2 separate regions of the Gasterosteus aculeatus genome follow, and region 1 is linked to region 2. Evidence: chromatin contacts called from public Hi-C data. All regions are on one chromosome and are shown on one strand. Each heading gives the region's core, a stretch centred on a gene start, on an enhancer-like site or on the middle of the called end of the contact. The rest is flanking DNA. Distances are from core to core; before and after follow the strand shown.

What was found. Hi-C and Micro-C count contacts between places; a contact is called where the count stands out from the background.
Region 1: a Hi-C map of skeletal muscle shows a contact between it and region 2, with 5 times the contacts expected there. The contact joins two enhancer-like sites. A contact is called at or near these places in 2 of 6 Hi-C or Micro-C datasets (skeletal muscle and whole body).

Annotation. Positions count from the first base shown.
Region 1 is chr1:22,283,757-22,291,145 of fGasAcu3.hap1.1, reverse strand. dgkza (diacylglycerol kinase, zeta a) reads left to right here. Exons shown (of 35, transcript XM_078104382.1): 24 at 671-750. Among protein-coding and RNA genes, the nearest start is that of dgkza, 33 kb to the left of the region's middle. Within about 2 kb of position 2,800, at least 1 of the 9 cell types and tissues checked has open chromatin away from gene starts, as enhancers often do.
Region 2 is chr1:22,231,985-22,239,385 of fGasAcu3.hap1.1, reverse strand. It overlaps mdka (midkine a), which reads left to right. Exons shown (of 5, transcript XM_040182526.2): 3 at 4,602-4,769; 4 at 5,835-5,996; 5 at 6,712-7,401. The coding sequence ends at 6,740. Among protein-coding and RNA genes, the nearest start is that of mdka, 10 kb to the left of the region's middle. Within about 2 kb of position 4,670, at least 3 of the 9 cell types and tissues checked have open chromatin away from gene starts, as enhancers often do.

The DNA of each region.
Region 1 (7,389 bases), core at 1,551-4,050, 54 kb before region 2:
GTGATGAGGAGCAGTAATGAAAAGCACTGACAGTGCTGAAGAGTGGTGATGAGGCGCAGTGGTGGAAAGCGGTGATGAGGAGCAGTGGTGAGGAAAAGTGACGAGGAGCAGTGATGAGAAGCAGTGGTAAAAAGCACTGATTAGGAGCAGTTAGAAGAAGCACTGGGGAGGAGCAGTGATGAGGAGCAGGAAGGAGGATCAGTGGGGAGAAGTAGTGATGGGGAGCAGGGAGGAGGAGCAGAGAGGAGGACTAGTGATGAGGAGCAGTGGTGAAAAGCACTGCTAAGGAGCAGTGATGAGAAGCAGTATTGAGGAACACTGTCGCGGAGCAGTGGTGTAAAGCACACGTGAGGAGGAGTGAGGATGATCATTGAGGAGGAGCAGTGAGGAAGAGCAAGGAGGAGTAGTGATCAGGAGGATCTTCCTGTAAGCTGTTTCTTTCACAAATAGGATGTACTCGGTATCATTCTCCGCACTAAAGCAAACCCAGAAACATTTAGCCTAGCTAGGTAACATATCCATTGATAATGATTTGTCCTCACTACCCCTCTAGAGTCCCAGGTGTGCACCAGGCCCTTCTCGATGCAGTTCAAGGTTCTCCAGGGTCCTGAGGTTGTAAGTAGATATCAAAGTGCTGTGGGATAATTGTCTTGTTCCTCTGTATCTTCAGCCATTCCTCTGGGGCTCATCGTGGTTTCTGGTGACAGCGACTTAGAAACCTGCAGAGAACACATCCAGCGCCTCCAGGAGGTAAGGAGGAGAGAGGAGGGGGGGAGGCCATAGTTCTGTGTCACTGCATGGAAACAGAAAAGCAGTGACAGTCCAGAGCAAGAAGAACATTTCCTAACATTTGGAACTACGCATGTGTGCCTCATTCAGTTTATTTTATTAAGTGATCAGGGACAGTTCACTCATTTGTAGAAATGCTGAAATTGTGCGAGGTATAACATTCAGAGAGCAATATTGAGTTGTGCTACTTTCATGTTACATAATGCCATTAATACGAATGGCTGGTAGTGTAGGAAGGCTCACTCTGATAGGTGGAGCAAGTACATGCCAACAGACCTCTATCCTCCATCCCATCTTCCTCTCTAGGACTTCTCTTCTGTCAAGTTCACCTTGGGACTGCAGGTTGGTAGTTGGATGCTGGAGTTTGTAGTGTGTTTTTTGTTTTGCTCAGAGGCACACGGGAAACTAACCGCTTCAACATTTTACCTCAAAATCTTACCACAACCCTTTCTGAAATATATTACACGCACAAGAAACATTTAAGAAAACATGATCCAAAGTGTACATGTACCAAAGTTCTGATTTACACTAAAACTACCTGGTCATTGCGTGGCTGATATAATTTTATAGACGTAATACATTCTTTATGTCAAAGCAAACATCAGACCAATGCATCAAAGGGAAAGATTCTTGTAACACGCACTTTGCTGATTCTGCTGCAGTTCTTTAGGGCGGGTTTAAATTTTCCTTTTATTTTTTAAACCATCAGAGTTAGTAGACCTTTAGTAAAAAGGTTATATCTGACATCAGCGCTGATAGCCAGCAGGAGTGATTGACAGCTGAGACAGAATTCTAGTTAAAGAGAGTTCTTAGTGTTGCACCGATATGAAATCCTGCTTTGAATTCAACACACACCATTCCAAACAAACAAACAAACACCCACACACATCAATACAAAGAGCATGTGGTCAGTAATGCATTACATAACATAATATGGGCACACAGATACTCATACCTTTCTAACAAAACAGTATTCCAAAAAGTATTGTTTGATTTATTGTAGTGCACATTTAGCGTAATGTAGCGGAACATGGTTGGGAATGGGAAGGGGACGGATCAGACGGGATGCTGGCCCATAGGGGGCTATTCCCAGAGCACACCTCCCAAGCACCAGGGCCCTGAGGAGCTGCTGGGAGCACACGCAGACAGGAACAAAAAGAAGGCCAAGGAGGCCATTACCTGGGTCTACTTGAGTCTCCTTCACCGTAGGTTAAATCTAAAAGCCAACAGCTGCCACAACATAAGAGGAAGGGGGGATGATTTTCGGACTCGCGGGGCCTCTTCGGAAACAAGTTGGAGAGAGAGAGCATCAGGCTCAATATTACAGGAACCAACATCGTAAAGCAGTGTAAACCTGAAGCAGCTGAAACAACTGATGGTACGTTCACCCTGAACCCGTAGCAAATGTTTTGCGTCGCCTCAAACGCTTTAAACGCCCCTCAGGACTCTCGGGGCATCATTTGTTGTCAATTCGCGGGTATCGCTTATTCGCTCACGCCGGACCACCAAACCGTGTTGTCTTTTTAAACTAAATAGCATCCGTAGGCCGACAGCTCGGTAAATTTCACTGACTTCTACAGGAACTGCGTCTGGATGACTGCCGCTTCCAGCGGTGCGTGGTGGTAGCCGTTAGCCCGTTTAATAGCTTGTTGGCTCGGATCGGGCAGCGGACTTCACCATCTTCACATCATACTTCTGCCGAGGGAACTGTCCCATGGAGACACCGTGTAGTGCTCAAGCACATCCAAACAGCTCTTTTAAGAGCCGCACACACGTTGAGCAAACTTACTTATATTACTTATATTTAGCAGCAGTGTGTTCGTTATAAACAATACAATTATCCTACACTAGAATGTACTATATTCAGTACAGTGATGGGATGTTGTAAAAAGGCATATATGGTTGTGTGCTGTTTGTGAAAAGTGCGAGGTCTTTCCCAGACTGGGTCACCATAAAGGTACGTGGATGTATCGTACAATTCAGGGACCGCTTTATGCAGGACGTCAGTGACGACCGGGAGCATCTCAACGCTGATGTAATCCTGTGGCGCAAAACGCTAGCGACGCTTCGGTGTGAACGTACCATGAGACTGAAGGTACATTTCTATTATCACTTCAAACAATAAATGGATTTTCAAATCTCTCAAGCCATATTTCTATTCCTCCGAAGCACATTTTAAGGACGGGTATTCCAAATTCCCCATGCTGTTGTTTCATTCAGCATATGCAGCAAGAGGAGAAACCCATGGATGAAATTTCACAGTCCACAGATCCTAAGGAGATTCTCTATCTGCCCTCAATGATCCCCGAAAAGGACACAGAAATGACACAGAGCCTTGTCTCTCCCTCTCTTTTGGATAGCTTGTTAAGGCTGGCGCATGCTTCTGCGTATTTATGACGCACTCCTTTCAATGCATGGTTCTAAAGGCTTGCGTGTGTTGCAGAACAATTCACCTCCAGAACAACAGGTGGAGTAACGTGTTTTGTTGAAGACGACCTAGAGAGTCACGTCTTTGTGTGTGGAAGTCGTTAGGCCTCATGTTATGGAACAAAGCTTTAAATGGGCACACAGTGGGCCCGACACTCGTCTATCATGTTGGTGTACTTTCCCATGGCAATGGCCAGGAAGTTTGAATAGTGAATTGATCCACTCCGCTAGCCAATAATATTGGATTGATACTGTGCTCATATTGAAGCACTTCTAACAGCCCAGGATCTCGTTCATAATCTAGACATGAAAATGATTGATTTGTGAGGTCAACTTAGCTGAACAACTCTGCCTCCTTGTGCTTCCATTATAGATCATGATCAACTGTGTAACAAACCCCTAATAACTAACTGATCCAATTCTTCATTATTCAGCGGAGGAATTGCCTTATAGGAGACCCAACGCACACAAACACACAGAGCGTGGGGACAGGGTTTGATCCCCCAGGCCAGACAAACACACATATATTTGTCTCATTAGTTTCCCACATGTGTCTCAGCATGTTTCAGCATGTTGCAGCATGAATATTTGTTGTGTACGTTTACCTTTCAGTTGTATGTGCTTATTATATTCATATTCAGTTTATGTGTGTCTGTAGCAGTTCTTATGCCACATGCCACAATAAGCAGAGCTTATTGTAAGCAGAGCTTGTTGTGGCATGTTGTGAAGGTGAGCTGATTTACTTTGTTGCTTTAGAATAGAAGAGTTATAAGTTATTATTGGTTTCCTTTATGAATATACAGGGTTAATTAGGAAGTATCTTTTAGGCTCCTCAGAAGAACCAAAATATCAAGTGACACACACACAAGTACAGTGGTAATGTCTCCAAACACTTTTCACAACTTTTTTATGTCACAGGATCAGAAAGGAATTTTAATTTATTAATATTATATATTTAACTCAAAGAACTTGTGAACCTTGAGTTGATCTCTTTAGTATAAATACTTTATTTTTCATAATGTATTCCACGAGTAAAATAATTGGTAGAATAATTGTTTATGTACATGTATTTTGTCGACTGAACATTTAATATGGTTATATGATATTCTACTTCAGTACACTGGCGTCACTACGGGACATTGAATCTTCATATCCAGGAGTTGATATTACAGACACCACTGATTATCCTTGTATTAGTCGGATGTGGTCCAGACAAAGTCTCTGACTTTTCTTTCTTCTTTGTTGTAGGTGGGGAGGGGGGGGGGGGGGGGGGGTATTGTCTGTTCTAACACTGGGTGGAGCGAGGGAAAGAGGTGGTTGTGCTTGTTCACAAAGCTTGGAGTTCTGCACTACAATCCATTTATCTAAAGTAATGTATTACAACTGCTTTTTTATTGACCACGTCTCTTTAATCCCAGTGACGGTGAGGATGCAGTTAACTAGTGTCACCATCACCTGTCCTGTAGGTCCAGTTTGAAAATTCCTTTCACTTCTATCTTGTTTAGTTTATCCGAATCATGAAAAGTGTGAAACTTTCACATGTTTGGGTCCGAGTCTAATAAAAACATACCTTAACTAGCGTGATTTTTGTTTTTTATACTGAGACTGCAGATTTTTCGTCCCTTCACAGGAAGTTCTTTCCTTGAGATGGAGTTGAGGACCACAACATCAGGTTGTTTGTGTTGCTCATTCTCCATTGATGTAGTCCGAGGTTTCTCCTAGAAAGGAAGGGGTGCTGGTTCTGTTAGTGAGGAGTTCTAATGAGCAGTTCTGATTTAACATTCCCCTTTCATTCAGGTTTCATCCAGCAAATCTTTGTCACGCGTGTTTGTCTTAATTCCTCATCATGAAACAGGAAATGGGTTTCTAGTTATCACAATGCTTCGCACCTCCTTTTCAAACCTGAGGGCATCTCGGTATGTGAGTGTGATGTACAAAGAGCTGTTCTTCATCTTCGTCTTCAGGAGCAACACGAACTCTGTTCATGTTATTTTTAACAACAGAGTCCCGTTCTTAAATAGGTCACATTGCTAACACTAAAGAGAGCTCACGGGTTGATAGTCGGCCTTTGTGTTGCATAGCAACCAGGTGGTGTTTGATCTTCTGCTGGCTGGTGACTGCTGATGCTCAATGGTGCACTTGAGATTGATTAGGAGAAGGGTTGTTCCGATAATAAATTAATATTCACTTATTGTGGTTTATTTAAAATCTAAATTCACTTCTTTACTGTGTGTGTGTGTGTGTGTGTGTGTGTGTGTGTGTGTGTGTGTGTGTGTGTGTATATATTTATATACGTGTCGCCTGTCCTCCTTAGTGAACATTTGAGAAGTTCTAGAGGAACATGCTAACTGTTCTTCCAGGCTGATGCTCCTGATTATTAACTCACAAAGCCAACCAGGATTCTAAATCTGACAAAGAGCTCAAACTTTCTACGTAAAAAGACAAAGAGGAGGGAAGGCAGAAGAGACAGGAGAAGAAAGTAGGTGAATGGAGGAGTCATTCAGCCAGACGGGCTCAGCTTTTGATTTGCTGTTTGTAGGTTTGCCGTTAAAGCCTGCCGGCGGTTTACTCTGCTCGAGCCTGCTTCTGAAGTTGACAGCAGGGTGAGATAAGCATGGAGAGGGAAAGTAGGAGTGTTTACTTCAGGCTTCATGGAGACTTGTCACAATTTACATGAAAGGCTTGAGCTTCGAAGGAAAAACAACTTTACTTTCTTTGGCTTGTTTTCATGCTTCTACGTCTACTGAAAGGGGACTTTTTTTTTTTACATTCATTCACAGTGTAAAACTGAAATTGGTCGCTTTGTATTGCATTAAAGCTGCTTACGCAGCATTGATTTTCTGTAAATATGAGCAGTTTCCTGAAGAGTTAAAGATTTCACTCACTGAAGGGAAGCCTCTCCAACAGTACGAGGACAGTGAGTGATAGAGCTGAGCTGTAGTGAGGAAATAAAGACAATGGACGGGTCAAACCGATTCTGGACTTTCACCCAGGAGACTGGTGTTCATGTCGCATGTATAACCAGGTATTTTCCCCCTGACTAACACACTGCACTAAAGGACTTTAATTAACCAATAACTTGTATTGTTAACTTAAAAACTAAGTCAACCGGTTTAATGTTTATTTTGAAAAGAGACTGCACTGCAACAAAGACTTCTTGACCTTCATAAAGCTGAACAAACTGCATCCATACTAATCCTACCTTGAACATGGAGATTTATGGAGGGACGATGTACTGCACAGCTGTTGGATTCAACTTCATTAGTTTTAGATCCACAGTGTCCTGCAGAGACAGAGACAGAACAAAAGAACATGCAGCATGCAACACAGGGCAGCGGCAGACTCAGCGAACACGAAGTCAGCACCAACATTTAGTTGGAGGATCTTAGGTGTTTAACTGGGTGGGTGTCAGGGGTTCACAGATAGAAGGCCGGTTTGGATCATTTAGGCTTAAAACCAGTCTCGAGTGAACAGGGAGCCAGGAGGTTAAGTAACAGGCAGTCTGGTTTTCATCTTGTTAAAAACATTCTGAGCTAATTGGAGACTGGATGAAAAAATTCACCTGAGTGATGCCAAAATCCAAAAAGGTTTCTGTAATAGGAGAGTGGATATGACGGTGTGGGTGCAGACACAATTCTCCTGTGTAGTTAAATGTTATACATCAGATTTATTGGTTTATTAAACTTCAGTGCTGATTAGAATATGACTCCTGATTTGTTTCATATATTTGTTTTGTTATAACGAGTGGATGGGAGTAGTATAGTAGAATAACTGTTGTGTAATAACTGTTGTTAACCCATGCAGAGACATGTGGCATGTGTCACAATGTGCATCATTCACCCCCTCATTTTGACCTTCAAAAGTAACAATCTACATGAATTGACATAATCTTTTTTGCTATGTCTCTAGTTAATAACTTGGTGTGGCGTTATACACTTCAAAAACTGTAAAGGCTAACACATTTGTGTGTCATAATTGGATTTATGTAATCTACTGTTGGTAGAACATAACTGGAGAAAAGAAATAGCATCGCGATGTGGTCAGACAGGCGTTGCATGTTTGCAGGGAATAACACCGGAATAGAGAAACCTGAGGTCTTGTGAGGGACAGTGAGGTGGCAGGAAGACCTGTCATAAGTGGATGAACTGCTTAGCCTTCACATTTGACCTAGTG
Region 2 (7,401 bases), core at 3,421-5,920:
TGTTCCTGCAAATATTGATTGCTGAAGCCCAAATCTCATTGAACGTCTGACACATACTAACAATAGGTCTGTTACCCATAGGTCCATTGTTATAACATTCCATAATTCACATGTAAAGATATGGCATGTGCAAAAATGTGCAGATCATTCAAGACACATAGTATCAAACTTATTATAAATGCAAGTTTTGCCCCGTCCATGCTGAAAGCAGCTTACTGTAATACTAAGTCACCCTGGCTGCCACAGGAAGCCCATTCAGCAGGAAGATCAGAGTAATGAGGCGTTGTCACTGAGCAACAACTTCCAACAGCTCAGACTTTCAGATATGCTCCACCAACCTGCTGTGAGCTCCAGGATTAGTTCACTTTTGCCCTCAAACAGCAAGTGTAAGCAGCGCACCATTTGAAGGAATTCTTCAACCTGCATTGTTTTTGAGTGTGAGATAAGAAATATCAAAACTGGAGTCTGGTTCCTCGAGAGAGTAGCTCGGCAAATTAATGCTCTGGTTCTGTTTTACCACAAGAAACCCTGAATTCAGGGAGCGAAGCTCAGGAGGATTGACCGGTCAATCCCCGTAATAGCTAACATTTTTAAAAAGCGGCGCGGAACGAATAATGTGTGCTCATTTGCGTAAGTTGAAGTATTCCAACTTTAACAAAATATACACCTGACGCTGTCTTGCGATAGCCAATCAGCGTTGAGATGCTGCCAAAGTGTAAATATATTTTATGAAATGCCATTCACCGGAGACAGATAGACAGGCGATTCGCAGCTGAGATTGAAAGCCTGTAGTTGGTGTCCAACCGAGAGATCCTGGTACCAGATCCGAGCTAACAGGTCATCAAACTGGCTACTGGTTAGCCTGAAGTAGCTCTGGAAGCTGCAGTCATCCATACGCAATCCCTGCAGAAGTTAAAGGAAATTCACCGAGCTGTGTGCGGCTACCAGAGGTGGAAAGAGTACTGAAAATGTGTACTCAAGTACAAGTACTGTTACATTGCTTAAATTGTACTCAATTACAAGTGAAAGTACTATTGTTAAAAAAATACAGTAAAACGCTACAAGAGAAAAATGCGGCAATCACAAAAACGACCGGAGCACAAGCGACGCAAACTTGAAAACACATCCGGTGGAATTAACCAAGGTTTATTATCAAATAATGCAAAGGGGAGAGGGGGGAAAAGGGTGAGAAAACGATAACTCAAAAGTTCTTCACCAGGATGGCCAGGGACATCCCCAGATTCCTACTGGTGCAGAAGAGAGAGAATATATTTAGTTAGACTCCTTTTGCTGCGCAACATCCCTGAATCTCACTCTCCTTGCGTTCCAACTGTCCCGCTCGCTTCCTCCCTCGTGTCTCCTGGGAGGAAGGTTTAAAACAGGTTCCTGATTGCCTGCGTGATTACCAACACCTGGAAGGGGAACTCAGTGACACCTGGGGTAGTACCGCCCTTCCATTACCATGCCTCTTGGTGGCCCTCTCCTGGCCCTTTCTCGCCACGTGGGGCACTGCTCACCGGCTGGGCCATCACAAAGTTCACTCTAAACACAACCGGAACAGGCCACTAGGGGGTCTCGACCTGTGGGATAGTGGATGGACAATGGGAGATCGACCACAGTAACGACGGATAAGAAAGTTAATGTCCTTTATGTATTTTTTAAACACTTGGCCGTAATCATAACTTTGGCCGTAATCAGCATTCTTTCTTTTCATAACTTTCTTCTCCTTCCATTTCTTTCTCAAATTCTCAGTCCACTCTTTACACCGCTCTGTATTTTACCTACAGAAACATTTGCCTGCTGCAGCAGCAAATTGGCCTTTCCTTATATTACGTCTAAGAATAATTGGCGCGGGCGCGATCTGACAGCCAATAAGGATTTGCATTGAAAAAAAAAATAATCTGACGGTTTGAATATTATTTTAAATTGTGGGCATACTCAATAGTAGGGCTGCAACTAACAATTAATTTGATAATCGATTAATTGGTTGATTACAGTGCATCCGGAAAGTATTCACAGTGCTTCACTTTTTCCACATTTTGTTATGTTACAGCCTTATTCCAAAATGGATTAAATTCATTATATTCTTCAACATTCTACACACAACAACCCATAATGACAAAATGAAGACTGTTTTTTGCACATTTTTACAAATCTGTTAAAAATAATGAACGAAAACCTAACATGTACATAAGTATTCACAGCCTTTGCCATGACACTCAAAATTTAGCTCAGGTGCCTCCTGTTTCCACTGATCATCCTTGAGATGTTTCTACAACTTGATTGGAGTCCACCTGTGCTAAATTCAGTTGATTGGACATTATTGAGAAAGGCACACACCTGTCTATATAAGGTATCACAGTTGACAGTGCATATCAGAAGCCATGAAGTCCAAAGAATTATCTGTAGACCTCCGAGACAGAATTGTATCGAGGCACAGATCTGGCGAAGGGTACAGAAAGATTTCTGCAACATTGAAAGTCCCAATGAGCACAGTGGCCTCCATCATCCCGAAATGGAAGAAGTTTGGAACCACCAGGACTCTCCAGTAGGAGAACCTTCCAGAAGGACAACCATCTCTGCAGCACTCCACAAATCAGGCCTGTTTGGTAGAGTGGCCAGACGGATGCCACTCCTCAGTAAAAAGCACATGACAGCCTGCCTGGATTTTGCAAAAAAGCACCTGAAGGACTCTCAGACCATGACAAACAAAATTCTCTGGTCTGATGAAACAAAGATTGAACTCTTTGGCCTGAACGCCAAGCGTCATGTCTGGAGGAAACAAGGCACTGCTCATCACCTGGCCAATACCATCACTACAGTGAATCATGGTGGTGGCAGCATCATGCTGTGGGAATGTTTTTTCAGCGGGAGGAACTGGGAGACTAGTCAGACTTGAGGGAAAGATGAATGCAGCAATGTTGAACATCTCTGGAGAGATCTGAAAATGGCTGTGCACCGACCCTCCCCATCCAACCTGATGGATTTTGAGAGGTTCTGCAAAGAAGAATGGGAGAAACTGGCCAGAAATAGGTGTGCCAGGCTTGTGGAATCATACCCAAGAAGACTTGAGGCTGTAATTGGTGCCAAAGGTGCTTCAACAAAGTATTGAGCAAAGGCTGTAAATACTTCTTTATTTTTAACCGATTTGCAAAAAAGTTTTCACTTTGTCATTATGGGTTGTTGTGTTCAGAATGTTGAGGAAATTAATGAATTTAATTATTTTGGAATAAGGCTGTAACATAACAATGTGGAAAAAGAAGCGCTGTGAATACTTTCCGGATCCACTGTATTTCTTCCATTAATCGATGAATTGCATTAAAAAAAAACGCATTAAAAAGCTTCCCCCCCTTCATTCTAAAACAGAAATGCAAATTCACATTGCAAAAATACATGAAGTACAGGTTGCTCCTTTAACATAATTTATAAAAATACAAACCAGAAAATTCAACAGGATTTGTTTTAACGTCAGAACTTGTTCTCTATAATACTTGCACACTCAAACACACCCCCATGTTCACTTGAAGCTTATTCATTAAATTATTACCATCATTGTAGTGCACGTTAAGTAAATGTATCACCCCATCTGAGTACAGCTAAAAAACAAAAAGTGCTATGAGATGAATTTAAAATGGCATTTGTCAATAAATGCATTACGCCTAGTTTATACTTCTGCGTTTTCAGAGACTCAAGGACACGCAGACGCAAGAGCCCCTTGCGTGTCCCTTGCGTGCCTTTTCACACCACCTTGTGTGCGTCGACCCATTTTTCTCTCTGCAAACGTTGGTTTGCCGCTGTTACATGCCTACTGGTTTGTCTACGCGTGCGTGTTTGTTTCCCCCTACAGCGGCAGATGTTGTCTGCCTCGGTCACCTGATTTGTCACACATTCGCAAAAATATATTGCTGAAAATGTTCAAAAGTCATCACATATCTTTTGCAGCCATTACGATTGTATAAGTGAGCACTACATCACTGCCATGTCTGAAGAAATACATTAATACAAGAAAATACATTTATTAAAAGATCGCCTCGACCTGGATTCGAACCCTGTCAAGCAAAATAACAAGACATTACAAGACAGCTGCGCTACGCCATCAGCCACCCAAGCTTTCTAATTTCCTTACTATTTTATATACTTGTCATGAAATTTTACATCGTCAGTGGCTAGAAAACCTTTTGGTTCAGAGTGAACCAAGACAACAGTTTTTTGGTTTGGCTTGTTGGTTCACAATTACATTGTGGATAGCGGAACGCCGGAGACAAGTCCCGGCCCTTTTCCTTAAGTAAATGACGCAAATTAACCACAAATAGCTGGGCGACTAATGTGACTAGTCTGTGAATGGTTTGAATTTTGTGTAGTGGGAATTGCCGGGAGACTAGAAAAGCGCTATACAAGTAGAGTCCATTTACCATCTAGTGGGATGATATGGTGCCAAATCACTTAGCACTTTGTAAATACCTCTTGTCTAAAAGGCTTTGAAAGTTGATATGACATTACACAGTGGAGGTTGATGAATACAGATCACATCTGTTACACTAGTAGTCGTTGAATGATGAAATAATGTTGAACCGATGCATGTCTGATTGTTCTGTCCTCAGAGAAAAACAAGCCTTCCCAGTCCGGGTCAGAATGCACCAACTGGCGCTATGGCAACTGTGTCCCTAGCAACGGGGACTGTGGATTAGGGTTTAGAGAGGGGTCATGTGAGCAGCAGAACCAGAGGATGAAATGTAGAATACCGTGCAACTGGAAAAAGAAATTTGGAGGTAACACACACACACACACACACACACACACACACACACACACACACACACACACACACACACACACACAGTGTATCTAATGATAAGGTAATGTTAGAAAACTTAAATGAAAAGGGCCAATCAGAAACTAACTGAATGACATAGTACAGTATGCGAACACAACATCATCGTGAACTAGTAATTAACTATATCCTATCCAATCCTGTGCAGCAGCACTGTATGAATATACATACTGTTTATTCATGTGTGTAGCTATAATGATAGACTTGTTGCGAGGTATGAATTCAAATTGATTCAGAAACAATGATTCAGTAAACAGCCTGTAGCTTGTACTGTGAAGTCAGAAAATATTTTTTTAACCATGGTGCTCAGAGATTCACCATATGTATTTCTCTTAAAGGAGACCTGCACTGTTATGTAAGCGCTTATTTGTCCCTGATCACTTCTGAATCACAGTAAAAGTGACTAAACAAGTGAGTTTTCCATTTCTTAAAGCAGACAATGTAAAAATGACTTGATCAGTGGTGGCGTGAAGCACAGTGGTTATTTAGAAGTATCTATTACATTAAATGTTTAGAAAAGACAAAGAACATTGATTTGTATTTTAAAAAATTGAGGACAGGTAGAGGTGGAGTTTGAGTCAGGCCCAATTGGTGTAGCGCCAAGTTCCATAACCTAACTATGGTTGTGATTTGGTAAGACAGTATATGAGCAAAGTTGTTGTCTTACTCTATATCAGATAACTAGGAAGGCAGCTGTTGAATGAATGGAAGGGATGAAAAAGGGTAAGAAGTCAGATTATGTGGTTGTGGTTATGACTGTAGCAGAAGATAAATGAGATCACAGACATGTTGTGATGTTATAAAGAACAGTAGGTACAATGTACGTATTGTCAAAATGTCAGGCACATTGGTTTGAAAACATGCATGATTGTGTTTGAGCAATGAGAATGAACGTAGCTAAACTTTCATACACGTTTTAAAGATGTGATAGGTCTGCTTTACTGGAACATGCATGTATTCAAAGATGCATATGTTTATCTTCTGTGTGACTTCTCTCTCCCAGCTGACTGCAAGTATCGCTTTGATAGTTGGGGAGAGTGTGATCCAAGCTCTGGCTTGCGGACCAGAATGGGGACGTTAAAGAAGGCTTTGTTTAATGCGGAATGTCAACCGTCTATTTCTGCCTCCAAACCCTGCACTGAAAAAATCAAGACACGAAGCAAAGGTGAGACTGATAATGTTGACATGATAATTATAAGATGATAAGGATAAGATTATAAGGATGAGATGCTCACAATGACCATAGTAAATCCTGGTGTATTGCAGGTATAATGTTTATCATGTTCACCATCTTAATTGATTTCACGTCTTTGCATGCTAAACTGTGCTTACCAGTATTAATCACAGTGCTCCGAAGGCTGACAATAATGTCATCAGCTTTGTGTGTATTTGGCCATGTATCAAAAAACGGGAAGTGGAGGAGGACATGGGAGGTGTCAGACATTTCAAAAGAAAGCACACCTATCAGGTCCATATGTGTTTATGCTGTGTGGACCAGGAATGCTCTACAACAGTTTCATCTCTCATCTTCAACCGCTTACCTGGGGTTGTGTCACGGGGGCAACAGTTCAAGCAGGGGACCCAGAAATTCCCTTTACGTCCACGTCTACCGGCTATTACTGGGGGATCCCAAGACAAAACATTTGTAGTGGATGAGCGTAGTCCAAGGCCCCTTCATGTACCTTGAAAGAGTAAAGAGCTGGTCCCTTGTTCAAGGACAAGGACGAAATCCCCATTGTTCCTCTTCTATCCGTTGTTTTGAACTGCCAGCATTCAGTCTTCTATGAGGACTGCACTACCATTTAACAGTTTGCAATTCTGTTAGATTTTTCTTTAATTATAGACTATAATGTTTGAGCCTATGTCTGTCTTTTTTCCAGCAAAGAAGACAAAAGGCGAGGGCAACTAGAAGTCTGTGGAAAGGAGTCAAAGAGCCAGCTGACAGCTGCACAGTGCCCCCAACGCTTATAGAATAGTTTCCTGATTCTTATAGACACATATTTGAATACAGGTTTCTTACACCTTAACAAACCCATTATGTATGTTTCTAAACGAAAAATAGAAGACAGTAAAGTACTAAATCTCTTTAGGACTAATAAAATGAGTATTGCCTACACTGGCTTCCAAATCAAAGTGCATTTGGAATATTAAAATTATATATTTTTCAAAACCACCACCTTACAAATTTGTTTAACTTTGATAAATGTTATAACATTTTCCCCGTTGAGGTGTTCTCATTAAGTGATCCATCATCGCCTCCAAACCTTTTCTTGTGCTCCACTCCATTATAGCTTCACTGGGAATATGAGCTATTTAAACTCCCAGTTTTCTTAGCCATTCTGAATCAGTTCTTGGATGTGTCGGTACCATCCACACACAAACTGTATACTTTGTGTTCTATTCTGTCCCAATAAAGCAGCCATCCGGTTCAAAACTTCAAATCACCACGGGTATACTCGTATGAAAGTGCATTTGGTATATCAGGTAATACATTTGCCTTAGGGCACAAAACCACTAACCACCTCCCCACCCACAACCCTCTCTCACTGAAGAATTGCCATTCCATCTAT